Linked DNA regions of Mus musculus: region 2 is linked to region 1. A link is a contact called in public Hi-C data. All regions are on one chromosome and are shown on one strand. The core of a region is the stretch at or near the end of the contact, and the rest is flanking DNA. Distances in the headings are between cores, read along the strand shown. Region 1 has its middle 29 kb from the start of Gm26579. Region 2 overlaps Myrfl (myelin regulatory factor-like).

Region 1 (2,615 bases), core at 55-2,554:
AGCTATGTGTATAACAAAACTATAGTAAACATGCTTGTGACACTTTCCTGTTTCAGGTAGGTCAGAAGCAGGCATGACTTGGATGGCTGTACTGTCCTGTACACATACTGTAACCTCTTACACGATCGGTGTATAATGGACATGCACAGCACAACATCTTTGTGGCACTTCAAGTTGACACACACTGTCATAAACACTCTGAAGTCAAGCAACTGGACTAACAATAAATTACTGCTCTAATAAGGAATAACTGTAACAGTACATGCAACACCACAGGTTATTAATCATTTCCTACAAGCATCGTGTTGAGAAACTGCATGGTGGAAACAAAGTCAAGATTAACGAAACTGGTGATGAGATCTGAGACACGCATTAGCCACACCACAGACATAACACAGGCCCCACCTGTGGAGCAGCCGGTTAGTATTTTGAAGGAAAAACCGAGATAAAAGATGGTTTGCTACAGTGGATAGACAGAGGTCCTAGCTCTCGGTGGAACCTTTAATTCTACAGCTTATCCTCCACTGCCCATGAAAGACTCCGAGAGGAGCCCCTCGCTCAGGCCTCAGGACAATAGCGGACACCCAAGAACTCACAACAGACCGAGCTTGTTGCAAACCACATGAGGCTTTATTCGGGGAAAGCCAGAGCTCTGGGGACGACTCATATCCCACACAAGGGTAGAGGAGTCGACCTCGAGGGGAAAGAGGTCCCAGTTTTTATAGGCCCTCAGGGGGGAAAGGAGAAGGGGGAGATTAAGGGATTTCCAGATCTAAACAATGTCTATTCTCAAGAAATGGGTATGGAAGGATACAAGGAAAGAGTCTAATGAAGGTGCAGCAATGGGCACACACCTGGTCAGAACATTGGCAGACACACAGGTTCAAGGAGTGGCCAGAGCATTGTGCACCTCTATTTTTCTAAATCAGTGAAGCTAGTTCTGCTAACACTGACGTCTATCTTGCCAATTTCAGGGCTTCTGTGTCCTTTTACATTCTGCCAGGATCTTTCACCCACACCTGTCTTCATGGTCATTTCTGTAAGTAGAAGCCTCTGTCAGTGGGGTCTGGCAGGATGAGGCCTTGGGGTCTGTGTATCTTCTCCTTGAGTTCTTGAGTGTGTTTGGAGACTTTCTTTCGGATCTGTTATAATGAGTTTTCATCCATAAGAGGATGGTAAATGCTCTTAAATGAGCCGTAAATATCTGCCTGGCTTCCTAGCTTCTCGGCTGATGCTATAGAGTTGGGACTGTTTCTGGAATCTGCTGCCCGTCAGCCCTGTTCTCCAGCTCTGAGGGAGCTGCTCTGAGGGAACTGCTCTGAGGGAGCTGCTCTGAGGGAGCTGCTCTGCAGCAGGCAGCCGATGCTGAATAAACACCGAATCGGATATGTACACCCGATGCTGCCAAACTACAAGGGAGACCCGCTGCCTTGTGAGTTCAGAGAGGACATGGGTCAGACCTTGGCCTAGACCCTGTCAGCCCTTCACACCTCCACACTGTCCAGAGAACCAAAGGCCTCCCTTCCCAACACCACTCCTTTTCATCCAGGTCTTGATCGGCCTTCAGCTATTGCCTTTCTCCAGGCAGGGTCTGTGCCCCTCCCCAGTTTATACCTAGGACTTAAAAATTAGCATAAATGATTACCTTGGTCTCATTCTGAAGGTGTAGGTTTAAATGATGGGCACATTGCAGCTAGAGGAGCAACACGCGGCCACAACTATCTATGAATAAACAGTACAAAGCTCAGGGGGCCTCTCTTATGCTTATGCCCAACAGAAGGTGCCTGCTTCCCGAGAGCTCTCCAGCCAGATGGTGAGTTCTCAGTCCATTTTTAACATGTGCAAGAATGCCCATGGCTCTGACCCCATTTCATTTTAGAATCTGCCTTTCCTTTCAGCACTAGGTGACGGGAGCTACGGATTTCTCTCTGGACAAAGGAAGTTCTTTCAAAGGCAGTAGGTCAAAGCCACGGGCAAGCACACATGCGTGTGGATAGCTTTACTTTTATACACAGTCCTTTCTTTTCAAGACAGTCTCCCTAGGAGCCCTGAGTTCATTATATAACTGAGGTTAATCCAACTGCTGATCTTCCAGCCTGCTCCCACTTCCCAGTTGTAGGTGTGGACCATGCCACACCCAACTTAAATTGTTTTTGACTGTGCATCTGTAATTACGTGGCCCCTGATTCTGTTTCAGTTCGGTTTCTGTTCTTGAGCTGTACTCTACTGATTCGAGAGATGAAAAGTGCGTATTCTAAAGAAGGAAACATTTTGAAGAGTAATGCACATTACATCACAGCCAGCAGCTGATTGCCTCGGATCTTTCCACGTTGGTGTTTCAAATGCAGAATGCAGAATTGACATTTCAATTATGCTGGGCCTCCAATATAACGAAGGATAAAGACTTCCAGCAACAAGGAAGAGCCAGGAAGGTTAGCTGTCACTCTAAGCAATTACTTTGATTTGCCTGAACACATTACACACTACTCCTTAAAATTACTTAGGGGCACACAAGTTACAAAAGGCCGCTTGCTGAGGGAGGACCAGGAGAAGGTTCAAGAAGTACTTCATCATTGCTACTGAAAAACGACCCAAGGTCACACTGTTGTCTTCTT
Region 2 (2,615 bases), core at 78-2,577, 200 kb after region 1:
ACAGGAACAGGAGGAACCCCTGGGTTTCTCACAAAACCGACTCCCAGAACGTGGGATTTATACACTGAATTTGGGGCACGATTCACACTGCACACATTTGAATGTTTCTAGTAGCATGCAGGATTGGCCTAGAGTATTATCCCTTCTCCTAAAAATTCCAGCAGTTCACCTTCAGATTCCAAAGGACCAAGCAAGCTTTTGCCAACACCATCCCTTTGAGCTCAAAACAAATGCACTACATGTTATATAAGATAATGCACATGTAGATACATACACCCGACCTATACTTGAACACAAGAAAGTTACAGAAGGTGACAAGAAAACAGGCAGCCAATTGGCTCTTGGAAGCTCTGTTTATACCATTTCCCTGGGTTGGAGCCAGTCTGTCTGAGACATGTTTCTCCTAAAAGAGGAAGCATTTTACCTGAATGGGAGAGACAGAGCAGCAGGTGCCCCGGGGGCACCTGTGTGACTGAGCTGCAGGAAAGATACATCAATGGGACTGGAATACAGTCCCAAAGCCTATTGTTTGTCTTCTATGAGAGGGAACACAGCTGTGTGGAGCTGCTGAGAGTCAGGTCAAAAGCCTTCACCCGACAGCCAAGGCTTTCATGCCTTGACTTTGTCACAAACCCACACTCGCTCACTTGGTCTGAAGTAGTGGGCCCATGAACTACAGTCCCACGAGTCCTCTTGTATCTGCGAGTGCTTTCTCTTCTTTGTCGGGGGTAACGAGGATCTAAAAGTTGAGAAACAGAAAGGTTAGTTAGCCACTTGGCTCGTTGCACGAGAGCAAACTTGAGTTCCCCAGACCTTTGCTCTCTGATTTCCCAAGTCTAATTCCAGTTCTCTAAGGTCTCTCGGGCGCTACTGTTCTAAAATGTAGTCTTTCTATAGACAACCAATGGAAGATCCACCTGCCTGAAAGGTATAGTGTCAAAGCAGAGGAGACACGGACTGAACATGCAGGTGTACGTTTTACATCTATGAGTTCTCTTCGCACAGAACCTGATCACTTTCACAGATGGCCCTGGCTTTGCAGAGAAGGAAGAATAGAGGTCAGAAAGAGGAAAGAAGAAAAAGAAACCTTGATTGACAGTTATCTAAGACCCAACTCAAACTGCCCTGCGGTCCTCTGCTGGAAGCAGCCTAAGCAAGCGGTGCTTCATCCCGCCACCTGGGGTTGTTATACATATTCCTGACATGTTAACTTTTTGTTAGGTGAGGACCGTGAATGGAGATTTTTAGTGAAGACTGTCTAAATCAGGAACAGAGGTCCTCATGGTCCCTTTGTACGCCTCCACACTGCCACCTGCTGGACAGGCTGCCGTGGTCCCTTCTGGCACTCCAGCTGTGGATGCTGAAGTGATTCCAAACTAAATATCTTATGCTTTACCCAGGAACGTGGCACAAAGGCTGCTGGTGGAAAGAGCAACTCGTCCCCAACCGGGAGGGCCCCGTTTGGTGCCGGCAGGTGGCGGGGTGACTGGATTCCGGGTAGCCGTTCTGAAAACTGCTGTGGGTTTGGCCAGCCATGCTCTGGGATGGATGCTCAGGCAGGGGCCCGGGTGCTGTGGTGGAGTGGAGAAAAGCAGCTGGGATCCTCCCTGCCGGAGGTCTCGGGGTCCTGCAGCATGCGCCTGCAGGGGAAGACAGGAGAGACAGGTACCTCTCATTCTCACTGCCGAGACCTGAGTCAACCATACATGCAAGGTGCTATGTGGATGGACTCACTCACCTTTGACCTGTGGAGGAGAGCGTGGGTCGGATGCAGAGTAAGGTGGGGTGTCAGGGAGCTGCCGTTGCCTGGGGATCAGAAATATTGCTTTTCTTTTTGTTCTGTTTTAGTTTCATCTCCTGTTTTAGTCACTGACAGGAGGCAACCCCCCGTGGGCAGCACTCAGGGAGGAAAGCTAAACTCAGACTGTGCCATGTGATGGGGTTGGGCTTCAAGTACCAGTTTTCTCTTCTCCTCTCTAGACCCCTGACCCCACACCACACACACACACACACACACACACACACACACACACACACAGAAATCATTGCCACACCCTCTCCAGAGAGGATTTGTGAGACTTATGGAAATGTCCACAAAGCCTGAGCTGCAACGCTCCAAACTTATGTACACTGGAGAGGTAAATGTTGTCACTGAAGCAAGCAACGGTCTTCCATTCATGTAGGTGTGGGCGTGTCCCAAGAGCTCTTGGAAGTGACTCAAGGGTTCCAGAAAAGGAACATCATAAAAGTTTGTTTTCATCTGTCACCATTTGGGGGCTTGGAGGAGTTAAGGAGGGGGAGGGGTGATGGAGAGGCAGTGGGGTTAGGATATAATGACACATCTGTATGAAAATGTCATTATGATGTCCACCACTTTGTATGCTAAGTTTAAAAGGTAAATTTTTAAACAGAGATTTTTTTAATTAAGTTTTATCTTCAAACTGGCTCTTTAAAGTTTATTTGCTCTCTATTAACCAGAAAGAGAGAATATATATCAATCTTTATCAGTATAAAGAAATACAGAGGTATGAACGCTAAAAGTTTTAGAGTACCCTAGGCTAGACCAGCACAAACTGAATTTCAGCAATACAGTGGAAGCAGAGATTGGATGGCAG

Evidence for each region. A called contact is a pair of places that touch in the nucleus more often than the background predicts.
Region 2: a Hi-C map of cerebral cortex shows a contact between it and region 1, with 3 times the contacts expected there. The contact joins two enhancer-like sites. A contact is called at or near these places in 1 of 15 datasets of contacts at CTCF or cohesin (large pre-B cells), 5 of 484 Hi-C or Micro-C datasets (the AtT-20 cell line, cerebellum, cerebral cortex and 2 more) and 1 of 9 other capture datasets (embryonic stem cells).

What each region holds. Positions count from the first base shown.
Region 1 is chr10:116,643,972-116,646,586 of GRCm38.p6, forward strand. No RefSeq gene overlaps it. Among named protein-coding and RNA genes, the nearest start is that of Gm26579, 29 kb to the right of the region's middle. Within about 2 kb of position 1,305, at least 16 of the 459 cell types and tissues checked have an H3K27ac peak or open chromatin away from gene starts, as enhancers often do. A contact at or near this core is called in cerebral cortex, where this site is marked.
Region 2 is chr10:116,847,629-116,850,243 of GRCm38.p6, forward strand. It overlaps Myrfl (myelin regulatory factor-like), which reads right to left. Exons shown (of 25, transcript NM_001033333.3): 3 at 1,739-1,806; 4 at 1,397-1,640; 5 at 648-739. Among named protein-coding and RNA genes, the nearest start is that of Myrfl, 48 kb to the right of the region's middle. Within about 2 kb of position 1,328, at least 22 of the 459 cell types and tissues checked have an H3K27ac peak or open chromatin away from gene starts, as enhancers often do. A contact at or near this core is called in cerebral cortex, where this site is marked.